2 separate regions of the Neogale vison genome follow, and region 2 is linked to region 1. The links are chromatin contacts, called in public Hi-C maps. All regions are on one chromosome and are shown on one strand. Each heading gives the region's core, a stretch centred on a gene start, on an enhancer-like site or on the middle of the called end of the contact. The rest is flanking DNA. Distances are from core to core; before and after follow the strand shown.

Region 1 (7,734 bases), core at 2,998-5,497:
CAGGAATAGGCCCAGGTACCCCGTGAAGTGACTGAAGGGGGCCCAAGGTGTCAGCTAGGGCTGTAAATGAGTGTCACCCTGAAGCCTTTGAACGCCACATCACCCTCTCCCCCAGTCCTTCGGGCTCTGCCTTGGGAATCCCTGGTTCCTATGAAAAACAAGGGGTAGTAGGGGGCTGGCAGTAATGGTCACCACCAGCATGAACTGAGACAGTCATGAAGGAAGCAGGACTTGGCCCTGAGGTTAGGAGGGGCCATCAGGCCTTGGAAAGCCCCAGTGGGGTACTTCTCAGGGCCCTGATAGAGGTAACCCTGACAAACCCCACTGGGCGCTTCTAGCCCTCTAGCCCCTCAGAAAGGATGATGCAGCTGTTCGTGGGTCCAGCCCACAGAGCTGCCGGGGCATCTGGCAAGGGACCTAGCATTAAGTACACTTCTACAGGCCAACTGGAAGGCCAATTCACATTTCATAGGTTGGAGGGTAGGACTGAGAGGTACTGGCTGCCTGTGGCCCAGGAGGCTCCTCAGGTGGGCTGATGCACAGACTGAGTTGAGGCAGGGAGAGGGGAGGTAGGAGGTTCTAGAGACATTTCCAGAAGGCAGAGAGACCAGATGCAGCACAGCGGCAAGAGGGGAGAACTGGGTCTATTTCATGCTTGGGAAGTTAGAAGGGAAAGACAGCTGGGTGCCTCCTTCATCTGCTAAATGGTAAGAAGAGCAACTGACATTTATCGAAAACCTAATACTGTCACATGCTAATACTGACACTTCCAACAACCTGTGGAGTAGAGTCAGAGATTATATGCCTTTTACACACGGGAAAAAAGGGAGTTTATGTAACTTGCCTCAAGCCACTCCATTAGTAAGAGGCAAAGCCAGGGCTGACCCTGACCCGAAGGCTTCACTACAATATACTACCTCTGCTGAGTGTTGGGACCCAACTCAGAGGTCAGCCTACCTAGAACAATTCCCTAAACCCCTGGTCGGGTCTGGGGCCTAGATCTTCTTTCTCGCTTTTAGTTCAATCCAACAGCCCGTTATAACAAGCATAGAGAAGTGACAATCTCGAAAGGAAGTGACTTACTCAAGGTCATGATGAGTCAGTAGAAGGGAAACCTGGTCCAGCCACTCCCTACCCACACAAGCTGGCTCCTGGGATGTGTGGGCTAAGCCTGAGGTAGAGGTCTTGGGGGTGAGCAGGAGCAGCTGGCTCCCAGGGAGGGGTGGGGATCTGGGGACTACTTCCTTTCCTGAGTGAGGAGGACAGGAAGCACAAAAGGGATAGAGGAGTGGTCAGAGAAGTGGAGAGGGAAGCAGGAGAAAACCCTGCTGGGTGTGAGGTGGGGGGCTGGAGAGACAAGAAGGCCCGAGTCAAGGAGGGGGAAAGCCAGAGAGCTGGACACTGCAAAGGGTGGGGGTGAGTCAGCCTGAGGGCTCTAATGAGCAGCCCAACCCCCAAGTCTCAGACATTACCTCATCTCCCAGGCCTGGGCCCACAGCCAGCCCTAGCCCCTCCCTCCTCCCTGGGGTCAGGGGAGAGGGAAGGGCTGGCCCAACTCAGAAAAGACCACCCCACCCGCCCACCCACCAGGGCTTAGGTCCAACTCCAGCTTTGGGCTCAGCTTGTGGCCCCACCCACAGCTAGGGCCGCTGACAAGGGAGCTCAGACCCAGAGTGCCCCCAACAGGCCACATCCTAAAGTCCATCCCTCAGGCTATTATGTTGCCCATCCCCTCCAATGAAGAAACTGAGTCTGAGTCCAGCCAAGGCCTACAGCTCCCCAGCCACATGGGCTAGCACTTTCCCAGAGAGGGGGATACAGAATATGTTTTTAGGGCTAGCAAAGCTTGACAATTATGTAGGGTTGGGTTTGTGTAGTCAGGAGACCTAAGCTACCCAGCTGGCAGGGCAGTTTCCAGGGGAATCCCACAGAAAGGTTCCTGGAAAGAACAGTGACCACCCGCCTGCCCTGGCCACCAAGCCCGATTCCCACAGACAGACTTGGCCTTGGGGGCCCTCTCAAGCTGGGCAGTGCCTGGACAACCTTCTGGCCCCCTCCAGGCTGTGCTTGCCTTGGGCTTCCTGCCAACAGCTGCCTGCCCAGTGGGCGCCTGGGTGGGCCTCTCTGGACAGGCGGATGTGGGGGCAGGAAGTCCCCGCCCCCTTCTGACCCCCAGGCCACAGACACCAGTCTAAGGGCTGGCCTCATTCTCTCTGGGCACCCTCTTTGTATCCCACAACTGACCCTACTACAGTTGGAGCCATGTCCTCGTGGTCACCAGCTGAGGGGCCCACCAACGGCATTTAGGGGTTTAGGCCCCAGCCAGCTTTTTTCAGTTCTGTGGACTCTAGTCACCAGCTGGCCTTCCCAGCATGGGGTTGCATTCTTGGGCTTATAAGGCAATCCCCCTGCCACAGGGAGGAGCCAGCCCCAGCTCCACCCCTTCTAGGGCAGGGGCTCAGAAGCTGAAGTTAGAACCCTAGATCCCATACCCCTGATTTGGGTCAGGGGCCACTGCATCTCGCATAGGACCAATGGATGAAGATGGACAAATTTCACAGAGGCTGAAAGTGCCCCCCCCCCAAAAAAAAACCCTGCAGACTATCCCAGTGCCTGAATTCCAAGCCCTTCTTTGCCAAGGAATCACTGTAAAGGCCCCTCTACCTCTCTGAGCCCTGAGTTCCCACATCTGGGAAAAAAGAATGACAACTGCTATACCCTGGGTGGCAATGGCGCTGAAGTGAGATCCTGCAGTCAAGAGTGCCCTGGCTGGGATTTAGCTCCAAGCATTGCTCCTTCAAGCAGCTTAGATACTTCCCAGAGACCTCAGGCTTCCCTCCTGCAGAATGGGCATCTCCCCTGGGGCCTCAGAGGTGGCCCCAGGAGTTCTGTTGAACGGCATCAAGTACTGAGCAGTGCTGGGGAACCATGGATGCTCCTCTCCCAGTACCCACCTAGTTGGGAGCCTTTGTGGCAGGTGTCTGCCACATCTCTGGAGCCAGATACCTCCTGCTCTACTGGACCTGGCTCACTTCTGCTCAGACTCCTTCCATCACCCATCAGAGACCTGAGCACCCAAAGACTCCTGGGGGAGCTTCTCCCCCAACGTTGGCTCACCCTGGAGATGGAGAGGGGCACATTGAAGTCCTTGCCCCCCTGGAGCCGAAAGCCCCAAGGTGCAGGCCCCTCCAGCACCACCTTGAAGGACTCCATGGTGCCTGCTCCTGGGAGAAAAGAAAAGGTGAGTGGACACCATGATGGGGGAGCAGGCAGGCCCAGCTCTGGACACCAGCTGTGGACTGGTGCCAGGAAGGCACGAGCAGCCGAGCAGCCATTGACACAGCCAGGGCCCCTGTAGGCGGGCACCTTGTCAGGTGTGGCTGGGTTTCTGGCTGGCAGACCTCATTCTGGGAAGGCAGGGGCAACTCCCCTCCCCCAGTGACTGAGATGATGAGGGGTTCCCCTTATTCAGCCTTGAGGTTCTTATCATGCACAAATGGGCCGCAGGGCTAATTTGACACGGGCTCCCCCCAAGCCAGCCTTAAGCCTCGGACAGACTGCGGGTGAGTCAGGGGCCGGGCGCTCCTCTCCCCCGCCCCCAGGTCCCAACAGGCAGGCCGCGCTGAAGCCTGCTCGGACTATATAAGGCGTGTAAGCTGACACTGCGGAGCCAGCGGAGGGAGCACACAGGGGCTCGGGACGCGAGGGGGAGGGGTGGAAAGGGAGGCGGCTGGAGCGGGTCCTAGCCATTCCCGGACGGGTCGAGGCTGATGACGACCCCCGGGCGCTGGGAAAGACCGGGCGGGGCCGTGGCCCCTGCGGAAATCGGTGAGGGCTAGGACCCCAAAGCGTGGCCAGATAGGGGACTCATCCTGGAGCCCAGCTGGGGTGGCGCCTCCTACACAGGCCTAGTAGCATCCGGACGTGACTCAGTTTCCCCCGTCCGCCGCCCGGGCCCCATGCATTGGCCGAGTCCCGGGCGCAGGAAGCAGCGCAGGCGCCAATCTGCTCTGCCGCAGCCGGCTTCGCCGCAGGAAGGCGGGGGCGGGGGCGGAGGCAGGGGCCCAAGTTCGCTAGAGGAAGCGCAGCGCTGGCCCGGACCCCATTGCCCTCCGTGGTCCCCAGCAGGCTCTTGCCCTCAGCCTGGCCCAGCCCGAGACGCCCGCGCGGTCGCCAGTACCTGCTCGGCCCCGCCGAGGCGCTGCTCGGTGGCTGGCCCCAAAGTGCCTCGTTGGGATCCACCACCAGTGTTCTGACCCCGCCCCCGCCGCCGCCGCCCGCTTTGAGCCCGCGGTAGGGGGCGGAACCATAGGCCACGCCCCGTTAAAGTCACGCCCGCGAGCGGCTGCTCTACGACAGGGAAGCCACACCCAATCCTTCTGCCCCGCCCAATCACGAAGTCCCGTTTTGCTTTGAGCTGGAAGGTCTGGCCTGCCGGGGACACCCTTGGCGGGGCGGAGCCTGGGCGGGGTCTGGACGGGATGTGGGCGGGGACTGGGCTTCAGGTCAACTCGTTTGGGAGCCTGCGAGAAGCTCGCCCAGCCCCTTGCGCCTCCTTCTGGCCGAACAGAAAGAAAGCGGCCTTCGAAACCAAGCGGACCTGGACATCCTGAATCTGTTTCCTCCTCGGAAAAAATGGGGCAATAATACTAACCTTGCAGGTCCATCGTGAGGATATGCATTGTTTGGCATAGGGTGCAAGTCATCGGCGTCTCCAGAATTTCTAGATCGGAGGGACTTGCGGGTGTGCAACACCTCTAGGTGGAGTTAGTTGGGATGGGGACAGGGGATCTTGAAGTTAGGTTTGTAAAACTCTACAGACGGCAGAAAATAATGGCAAGAGAGGACAGAATTGGAAGGGGACCCTGGCTGGAATCTGAGCCTGACCCCAGGCAGTCAACATCCCTTTGCTTTGTAATGACTCCACACTGTTGAAATGTTCTGTTGCCTGGTACCCCACTCCAGAGAAGGCAGCGCCTGCAGTGGGGATGTAAGAGAGTGAGTGACTCTAGCAGAGGTGTTAGAGACCTCACTTTGTCCCTAGTGGTCATCTCAGGCAGCTAGCACAGGTGGCAGGGGAAATGGAGCAGAAACAGCAGTGTGTGGCTGAGTGAATAGGCATCTACCCCTCTGTTCCTTCTAGGGCACGGGGCTGCTCTTCTCCCCCCTCTGCCATCATCACATTTCCCTCTTTTGTGCATCATTTCCCTCACTACATAGACTGCTGTAAGAGTTACCTTTAAAGAAATCCTCTCTTGACCCCACCTCCCCTCCAATTATTGCTCTTCTATTTTACTCCATTTTCAAAAAATTGATTTTATTTATTTGAGAGAGAGAGAGAGAGAGAGCGAGCTGGGAGGGAGATGGAGAAGCAGACTCCCACTGAACAGACTCCCAGGATACAGGATTCCAGGATCCTGGGATCATGATCTGAGCCAAAGGCAGATGCTTAACCGATTTAGCCAGGTGTCCCTTATTCTGTCCTTTTGAGAGTACAGTTTCTCAAAGGAGTTGTCTATAGCCCTATAGACAACTGCCCTTGCTATAGACAACTGCACTTGCTTTCCTCCTGCTCTTTCTTGGACTCATTCCACTCGGGCCCTTGATTCCACCAGCCCTCTAAATTAATTCCCTCTTTTCGGGGTCTCCAGTGATCTCCAAGTTATCAAGTCAATGGTGATTTGTCAGCTTTCCTTTTACCCTGCGTGGGAGTAGCACAGGCCCAGGTGCCTTCCCCTTTGCCCCTGGCTTCATGCCTCCTCCTGACACTGATTATCCCTTCTCCACCTCCCTTGACAGCCCTGCATCTGCCTCCCAACATGGCCATGAAATGTTCCCTCACTACATTCATTCGCCTGGACCCCATCTTGTCCTGTGATTATCAGTAACATCTATGTGCCAAGGACTCCCACGTTATATGTCCAGTCCTGACCCCCCTTCCCAAAATTCCAGGTTCTGTTATAGAACATCGTATCCACCCTCTGTTTACAGGTCTACCAGATACCTCAACTAATCATATCCCAATTTAAACTTGTGATTTTCCACCTCCCTAATTTCTTCCTCACCTTAGTAAATGACATCACCATTCATCCACCTGATTCACTAAAAAACTATGACATTATCCTTCCTTTCTCTGTTATACCCTAAATTCTACAAATTCCACCTTCAGAATATGTTCCATATTTGGTCACCGCTGCCACTGTTGTTCCAGCCATTCGTCTTGTGTCTGGACACCTTAACGGTCTCCTAAAAGATCTTCCTGCTTCTACCCTTACCTAACCCGGAACCTCCATGCAGCAGCTGTGACATTTTTTAAGCAAAAATCACACCACATCACACTCAGCTTTCAGCATTCCAGTAAGCTCATGTTGCACTTGAAATAAAACTAAGGTCCTTAAGATGTACATGACATTAATAAGCTGAGTCTACCTCCCACTGATCCCCTCCTTGCTGAGTGTACCTCCCACCGCTCCCCTCCTTGTTCACTCTACCCCAGCCACTCCAGCCTCCTCATTGTTCCTGCAGCACGTCAAGCATATTCCTGCCCCAGGGACTTTGTACTTGTACCTCCTTCTGCTTGGAACAGTTTCCCCTGCTACCTAAACAACAGGCTCTCTCACTTTGTTCAGATCTTTGCTCAGCTGTTGCCTCCTCCAAAAGGTCTGCCTTCCCTGCTCACCCTATCTAAAACAATAGCCCCTTGACATGTCACTCACATTGGGCGTGTAGCCCCTTACCCTGTTTTATTTTTCCCCATAGCACTTAACACCCCCTGACATTATATTAGGTGTTGGTTTCTTTCTTTCTTTTTTAAAAGATTTTATTTATTTGACAGACAGAGATCACAAATAGGCAGAGAGGCAGGCAGAGAGAAAGAGAGGAAGAAGCAGGCTCCTTGCTGAGCAGAGAGCCCTATGTGTTACTTGATTCCAGTACCCTGGGATCATGACCTGAGCCGAAGGCAGAGGCTTAACCCACTGAGTCACCCAGGCGCCCTAGGTGCTTGTTTCTTCGTTGCCCTTGGTTCTCATTACAGTGGGAGTCCCATTAGAGCAGGGGTTTGTCTCTCTTATCCACCATTTCCCCAGTGTGTACACAGTGGATGTGACTGAAGAGATGAAGGAAGGATTGAGAAAGTGAAACAGCAAATGAGTAAAGGAACAAGTGGCAGCCTGGGGCTCCTGGCAGTCCTCCAGCAGAGGACGCCAGGGTCCCATTCCTTGGCTGTGCAAGGCTAAGGCCTAGATGAAGCCACCAGTATTCCCTGCAAAGGCAGCCCAAGGGGAGAAACAGGCCCCAGGCTAGGACACAGTGCCCCCTAGTGTCCAGGACACGTGCAGCTCCAGGGCAAGGTCTTAGAATCCTTAAGATTTGCAAAGACTTTGTTTTACAGATTGGTTGGATTCTCACAAAAACTGCCATAAAGCAAAGAGTCTTAGATTTGTAATAAAAAAGCATGCCAGAAAAGAGACCCAGAGTCCTATGTTCTAGTTCTGGCCATGACCCTAATTCTCTGGGTAACCTTCAGTGTCCTAGGATTTGCTGAGTTGTCAAGGGCTGGCTTGTCACCATAGGGCGGAGGGGTCCTTGCTGCAGCCAATGGGACTAGGAAACCTCCTGGCCTCAGCGTGCTTTATGGCCAGCAGCCTGATCGATCATGGGAAGACTTTCCCTGCCATAGGGAAGACATTACCCCCTCCCATGAGCGGGGCATAAACCTATCTCCCCCTGCCT
Region 2 (7,734 bases), core at 2,689-5,188, 160 kb before region 1:
GAGCACTCGGTGTGGGTGAATTGGGAAGGGCATCCCAGTCTCAGGGGCGGTCAGGGCCTCATCAAGTGATGAGAGTCTTTCCATGGCAAGCAGCAGGGACCGGGGAGGCCTGTGACATGGTGGCAAGTGGGCCCTACAGCTCAAGGAGGTGGCCCCCCTCTAGGTTCTAACTGGTTACAGACATATGCTAACGGGCCTAGCACCGCCACATTGCCCAGTTTAAGAAAAGCTGAAAGTCAGACTTTTCCATGTCAAATATCCTTTTAAATGCTGGCAGCTAATTTAAATTTTTAGAAACTACAGACCAAAGCCTGCAGGTTTGTGACTCCTGATTAAGACCCTCCCAGGAAGCCTAGAACTTTAGCATTAATCCCCCTCACACTCTGCCAGCCTGGGGTCTAGGGAGTGCCAAGGGTTCTCCCACCAGAGCCCTGGCTGGGCAGAAGCCTACATTCAGTCAACAAGAACTGAACAAGGGGACATTTGTACTGGGTGTAGAAAGATGAGTAAGAGCTGCCTAGGCAAAGATGGGGCAAGAAGCAGCATCCAAGCAGAGGGAAACTGGGAAGATCATGGAGGATTCAACTTCTCTGGTAGGGCGTGGGAAGACACTCAGACTCCCTTGGCCAGGGTGGGGGCCCGGCCTGCCTCCTCTGGGGTGCCCGGTGGCAGGCCCCCCCACCCCGTGCTTACTAATACATTCCCTTCTTCAAACCCACCAAAACTGGACCAACTGGCCTCCTTCCTCCTGGGACCAAAAGTGGGGGGCCTTGCCACCCTGCAGCCCCATACCTCTTCTCTTTTCCTTTGGCTTCTTTCCGCCCTGAGCTCTGCCCTCAATCTGTTCCTTGGCTGGGGGTCCGAGACCCTGCCTTCTGGCCTTCCTTCGCCTCGCCCCTTAGCTGGGGCTGCAGGGACTTAATTTATAGGGAGAGGCCTGTGGCGGTGGCCACGGGCCCCGGCTGGGCTGCCGTCCCCACACATGGAGGCAGTCTGCCCCTGGCGGGGACTTCTCTCTCAGCTTCCTCTTTTCCATTCCCTGTGCTGTGGCTATGGGGGAGAGGGGACAGGGACAGGACTGCGACCATGGGCTGGGGCTCGAAAAACCTGAGTTTGCTGATTTCAATAAATATCTCTTGTCTTTAAAAAAAAAAAAGAGATCTAAAGCAGACCAGTGGCAACACCTGGGCTGTGAAGGGCCTATAGTTTCATAGGAAGTAAGGAACTGAGACTGTCCTATCATGCACGAGCCATGGAAATTTTCCAGCAGGAAACCAACCTGGACAGATCTGTGTGCTCCACATTACATGCTAGGGCAATGTGGAGGGCAGCCCAGAAGAGGCAAAACAGGAGGCCAGGGAGTTAGGGCCTCAAGGGCCCTATCTTGGGAGGGGTGATAGGGCCTCAAGGAAGGAGCAATCTCCAGGTCTGCCCATGGCCCAGCCAGTCCCCACAGGGCACACATCAGCTCTCCAAGAATCAGGCCAGGAGAGCTCCAGGTGAGAAACAGGCCAGCTACCAGGCTAGGGTGTTCTTCAGCACAATGAGTGAACGCGGGTACTGTGGGGCAGAGCTGACAGTCCCTGCACTGGGATTGATTTGCTGCATAGCACATGGATCTGGGATCTGCCACAGCCCCTGGAACCTAGAACAGGTGCTTGATAAACACCTGTTGAAGGAAACTGCAAGGCAGGAGACTTGGGCCTGGGTTATAACTCTGCCTCTCATTAGCTGTGCACCTCGGTCCTTGGCCTAGCCATGCCCCCATTTCTTTGTGAAGAGGGTCAGGAGGGCAGGAAAATGCCACTAAAAGTGGCAGGAAAGGCCACTTTTAGTTCCCTGCTCCGCCCCCGCCCCCAATCTGGGTCTGCGTGGGGCATGAGCCCGCACACCCCACTCCTGTCCACCAGGGGGCACTGAGCATAGCCCAGGCCACAGAAGGATGCTGGGAGGAGGAGTGACTGGCTTCCTCTGTCCTTCTCCTCTCCTGGCCTTTAGCACTGCCTCCCAAAATGGCATGAGAATAGACGGCTCAGAACTGGAGGCCTTGGAAGGATGGGAAAGCGGAAACCTCTGCAGTCCTAGGGACCCTGACATGGAACACATCAGAATGTTTTCAACAGCTATACCCATCTGTAGAGAGAGGGAAACCAAGTCCAGAGAGCCTGAGTGACTTCAGTTAGGACTGAATTGATAATAGCCCTAATAACCATGAACATTTATTGGGAAAACTCACTTAAGCCTCAGAACAATCCTCTTGAGTTGTTTTCTGCTTTTTTTCCTACTTAACACAGTGGAAGCCAAAAGCACAGAAAACTGTCCCATGTCTCACTGCTGGGCTATTACCTTAGGCCTCTCTCCCCAGTTGCACGTAGCCCCTCCCCACTACACATCTCACAATTCTGGAAGGCTGGCTGCAGGGCACTGCAGGAACTTTTTACCTGGATGTGCATCCTGGCCCAGCGCAGAAGGCTCAGGGTGGTGTAGCGGGCACAGTCAGCCCCCAGGGGCATCTGCTGTTTTAGCTGCTCCAGGCACCGCTTCAGCTGGGCCCTCCTGCGGGGGAAGGGGTCTGGAGGGCAGTGCCAGCCTAGCCTTGCTGGCCAGACAGCAGGGGAGGGAAGGCCAGAGGCAGATGGTTCCTGGGGCCCAGTGCTGTCAGGGCAAAGCTGGGACTCACCTGCGTTTCTCCAGCTCGTTGTGCACAGACCTGCCAATGCCAGGGAGGACAGGTGAGGGGGCGTCAGCTACTACCCACACCCTCAGTCCCAGGGACTTAAAATCCACTAGAGATGTGGGCCCCAAACTAGCCTAATGTGGGGCCCTTGTACCAGCCTTGAGCACTGGAGCCCGCCGGCAGAGGCAGAGATACCAAGCCAAATGCTGAGAGGCCTGCCCAGTGGTTGTGGGGTCCAAACGAGGCCCCCTGACCAGCAGTCAGGAACTGCTTCTCAAACAGAGGTGACAGTTGAGCTGGGCCAGAAACATGCTACCCAAAGTAGAGTGGTGGAGGGAGAGGCTTTAAAATTGGAGGGATTAGCATGTGCAAAGGGATGAGAAGAGAAAAGAGAAGTCTGGGGGGAGGGGGGACGGGAATTGAGTGGAGATGCAGAGTGCAAGAGTGTGAGTGGAAGGACCCTGAACTCTCTAGTTTATGGTTTCTGACACTTCTTTCCCTGAAGTTTATGGTTTCTGACACATCAGGGTGCTCAAGAAATAGTCCGTGAATGAACAGAGAGGAGTAAGGAGATGGCAGGAGAGGTCTGAATTGCCTCCAGACTAGGGGACCTGGCCCAGAAGATACAAGCAACAAGGAGGAAGTGGGCAAAGGTGAGGCCCCATGAGGGATGGCACCCATCCCCCTCCTCCCCCAACCATCCCCAGCCTTCCTCACCGCCCACTGTCCAGCGCGCCAGAAGCTTGGGGGGATCGCTTCCTCCTCCTGTAGACTGGGCCTGGACTGAGATGCGGGCACAGGGACGCGTAGCCATGCTCGGCTTCTGCCAGAGAGAGCCCCAGCCCGCTTCAGCCTGGGGCTGGTCCCAGCAGGCGCCCCTGACAAGTCACGGTCAGGGAAGGGCTTTTGGTGCCAGGGCCATTTCCCCAACCACTCCCTGTCCGACAGCCCGGGCCCCCCCCCACCAACAACAACTTGAGGGCGGGGTACCCCGGGGCTACTGCTTAAAGTCCTGCATGCCATCCTTGTTGGGAGCCAAGTCCAGCCCAGGCCTGTGTCAGCGAGGTTGCCGTCTGGAGACCCGCCAAGAGTTCTTCCTCACCTCTCTCACGGCGCTCTAGGAACTCCGCCGCCTGCAGCAGGACCTGGATATTGCTGGCCACGGATTCCATGTCGGCGACAGCTGACGGCGGGCGGGCCAAGAGTGCTGGCCCTAAGAGCGGCTGCACCACTTTTGTTACAATGTAACTGACACGGTGCAACAAACACAGGGACCCGGACCCGCCCCTGGGACACCCCGCCCCTGGGACGGCCCAGCCCTTGGCCCCGCCCCTCCCCCAAAGGGGCCAGGGAACAGCCAACCACCTCCTCGAGCCCGCCCCTCTCGCCCCCCCCTCAGACTCCCGGGGCTGCTATGGGCGCCGGTTCCAGGCTCAGCCTTTGAATCCCCGTGCTAAAGGGGGCCGCGTCTTGCCCATTTTGCTCAACGATCCTGCGCTGCTAAGTGTATCAGGGTCTCAGTTTCCAGTCCCAAGCTGATGGCGAAGGCTCTGCACCTAAAATGGTACTCTGGGGGCCCTTGGTCTCCGGGAGGGCCCAGCTCGGTCGCTGCACGTGGGCGCCGCAGAGGCGGGGCCAGCGGGCACCCTCACCCATTTGCCCCAGGCTTCCTGCGGCTGGCTGCCGTCACCTTCAGGGCGGGGCCTGGGAGCTTCTGAGGCACTATTGGCTGCGTATGGCCCCGCCCTCTCCCTCCGATGGTCAACACGTTCAGGCGGGAAAAGGAGCAGGTTTCAAATTTGAAAACCCGGGCGATCGGGGCGGGGTTGGGCGGGGAACGGAGCTGCAGTGCGCAGGCGCCGGGGGAGGGGGCGCAGATCCGCTCCTACGCTCGAGGGTCCGTGCCCTCGCCGGCCTGCCATCTGCCCCTGTATGCCCGTACTGGGCCTCAGCTTCCTATTGTCATGAAGGGGAATAGTCTCCTGGCTCCTCCTGCTCCTTGTCATCTGCAGGGAAGCTACTGCTGGCTACAAAAACTGTCAGTAGGGTACCAATTTCCCAAGCCAAGCCATACTCTGGAAGCAGGCGAACTAGCTTGCTAAGAGCCCAGGGTTCTGGAGCCCACAGAGTTGGGTTCCTCTCCTGTCCCTGCTGCTTCTCAACTGTATGACTCGGGAAGTGACCTCCCTCCTGTATGTTCAGGAAGCCCTGTGACGACAGCACTGTCACAGGATCAGAGCCCTTGCCCATCTGTGCCCAGTACATTGTAGCTGCTGACTTCTGAGGCCAGTGCAAACCAGACACAGGTTTCTTCCTCCCACAGAGCCCCTTGGTTGCCTGAGTCCAGGAGCACTTCTTTAACACGACTTTTTAGCCTCCCACAGAAGTATATGCAGTGACTTCTAAGGGTAGCCACCAGTAGGTGTGGCCACACCTGCAGGAACAGTGAGTCTAAGGGTGGAGACCAGAAGATGAAAGCAGCTGTTTCAGGGTGGAGCATTATCGCCAGGCGGGGGCTGAGTGAGAAATGGCTAAGAGGGACTAGATTATTTATTAAGAGACAGTCCTGGGAAACATGATACTTGGCAGTTCAGTCCTCAGGGGAAAAAAAACCTTTGGGTTTCTCTAAGAATCACTCCCAGCGGAACCACTGCCACGCTCAGCCAAAATGCTGCCTGGAACTGTCCACCCATTCACTCATCCACTCACTCACAATAGTAGCAGAGCAGTTCCTGGACCCCAGGCTCTGTGCCCAGGACTGGAGAATACAAAATGGGCAAAACCAGACAGGGCTGCCTTTGCAGAGCTCACATACAACAGAGTTACAGTTTTGACAGGTCCTCATAGGAAAAGACACAACATGAAGGCAAGTCCTAAGGAGCATCTGTCCTGATCAGGGAGGTCTGAGAAGGTTTTTCTGGGCAAGCAGCTAAACAGGTGTCATCTCTGTATAGGAGGTCTCTGGGAGACCTGCAGGCAATACAGAGAGCAAAGAGCACAGTGCAGGCTGATGCTAGAGACGCGGACAAGGCCCACAACAGGCCGACTGGTCCTCCAAACCTCCACCCAAAATCGGATATGTCTAAAGAGAGGCTGTCACTAGGCTTGGGAATGAATTCCCAATTTTATTTCATTGAAGTCAGCACCCACGCACCACAGGCGCAAACCTGCTATTCAGACATCGGTGACCCAGGAGGCCGAACCCTGGAGGGGGGAGAAGATGGCGGAGAGTGGTTCTGAAGGAAGAGAGCTCCCTGCAGAAGGGAGCAAGGCCCACCTGAAGAGCCAGAGACGCTCCCACTGCACGCTGTGCAAGGGGAGAGCGCGGCTGCAAGAGCACCCGAGTGACCACCCCAAGATGTGGCCCTCACCCTAGCAGCTGCCACAGGCAGGACTGGAGCTAGCAACAGCAGGGACACTACGGTCAGGCTGGCCTCAAGGCCTCCTGTGAACACAGCTCAAGGCCACCAGCCACAGGGACAGGAAGCACCACCTCCCAGGAAGCAGGGCAGTGGGGAGGGGGGAGGAAGAAGTGTCTTTTTCCTCTACTTCTTAGTTTTCTTTGTCTTTGTTTTTCAGCTGGCAACCTGGGTATGGTTGCCTTGTGTTTGTCTTGCTTACAATGTTGTGAATTTCTGAAAAGTTTTTCAGTCTTTCTTTCTTCAAACATTTTTCTGTCCTATTTTTTTCCTTCTCTTACTCTGATCCCAATTTCATGTATCCTTCCCAGTCTGAGAATATATCCATGCTAAGCAATGTTGTTCATTTCTTCAGGTGGTTTTTAGTTTGTTTGTTTGTTTTAATCTCTCTGCTTCAGTGTGGATAAATTCTATTTACTTGTCTTTAAGTTCTCTTATTCTTTCTTCTGTGAAGTCCAACTTGGTGTTTAGCCCATCTGCTGTGGTTTTTATTTTAGCCATTGTATCTTTCAGATCTAGAATTTCCAGTTGAGCTTTTTAAAAAAGTTTTCTATCCATATCCCAGAATATCTCATGACCCCATGTACTAATTTCCTAGGGTCATAACAAAGTACTATAAAATAAATGGCTTTAAAAAACAGAAATATACTCTCTAACAGTTCTGGAGGCCAAAAGTCCAAACTCCGTGCTCAGCAGGGTTCGTTCCATCTGGCAGTTCTGTGGGACAGTCTGTTCCAGGCCTCTCTCCTCACTTCTGGTGGCTGCCAGCAATCCTTGGCATTCCTTGGCTTGTAAATGTATCACTTCAATCTCCGCCTCTAGCTTCACAGGGCCTTCTCCCCTGTGTGTCTCTGGGTCCAAATTTCCCTTTCTCAGAAGGACACCAGTCACTGGATTAGGGCCCAATATTAGGGCTTCATGTTAACTTACCTAATTACATCTGTTAAAGACTCTATTTCCAAATTAGGTCATATTCAGAGGTTCTAGATAAGAATTTTTGAAATTTTTGAAAAACACTTTTCAACTCATTATACCCCTTCTCTCTCCAAGTTATTCTTTTTCCGTGAGTTATTTCATACATGTATAATGGCTTATGTCCTTATCTATTAATTCCAGTAACTTGGGGGTTTTTTTGGTGGAACTTCTATTTCTTTAAAAAGATTTATTTAGGGCGCCTGGGTGGCTCAGTGGGTTAAGCTGCTGCCTTCGGCTCAGGTCATGATCTCAGGGTCCTGGGATGGAGGCCCGCATCGGGCTCTCTGCTCAGCAGGGGGCCTGCTTCCCTTCCCCTCTCTCTGCCTGCCTCTCTGCCTACTGTGATCTCTCTCTGTCAAATAAATAAATAAAATCTATTTAAAAAAATAAAAAGATTTATTTACTTGGGAGAGAGAGAGAGAGAGAGCATGCGTGAGCAGGGGGAAGGTCAGAGGAAGAGAGAGAGAATCTTAGACTCCCTGCTGAGCACAGAGCTCGACATGGGGCTCCATCCTATGACCCCATGAGATTATGACCTGAGCCTGAGATTATGACCAAGAGCTGGATGCTTCAGTGACTGAACTGCCCAGGCACCAATGGGACTTGTACTGACTGTTTTCTCTTGATTTTGAGACATAAAAGGAAGAAAATGCACTTTATAAT

The links. Hi-C and Micro-C count contacts between places; a contact is called where the count stands out from the background.
Region 2: a Hi-C map of muscle shows a contact between it and region 1, with 6 times the contacts expected there. The contact joins the promoter of MXD3 here to the promoter of PDLIM7 in region 1. A contact is called at or near these places in 2 of 3 Hi-C or Micro-C datasets (fibroblasts and muscle).

What each region holds. Positions count from the first base shown.
Region 1 is chr1:251,332,555-251,340,288 of ASM_NN_V1, reverse strand. PDLIM7 (PDZ and LIM domain protein 7) reads right to left here and starts at 4,247. Exons shown (of 13, transcript XM_044228527.1): 1 at 4,181-4,247; 2 at 3,118-3,224. The coding sequence starts at 3,213.
Region 2 is chr1:251,496,781-251,504,514 of ASM_NN_V1, reverse strand. MXD3 (max dimerization protein 3) reads right to left here and starts at 3,938. Exons shown (of 6, transcript XM_044228744.1): 1 at 3,780-3,938; 2 at 3,395-3,500; 3 at 2,681-2,710; 4 at 2,442-2,556. The coding sequence starts at 3,849.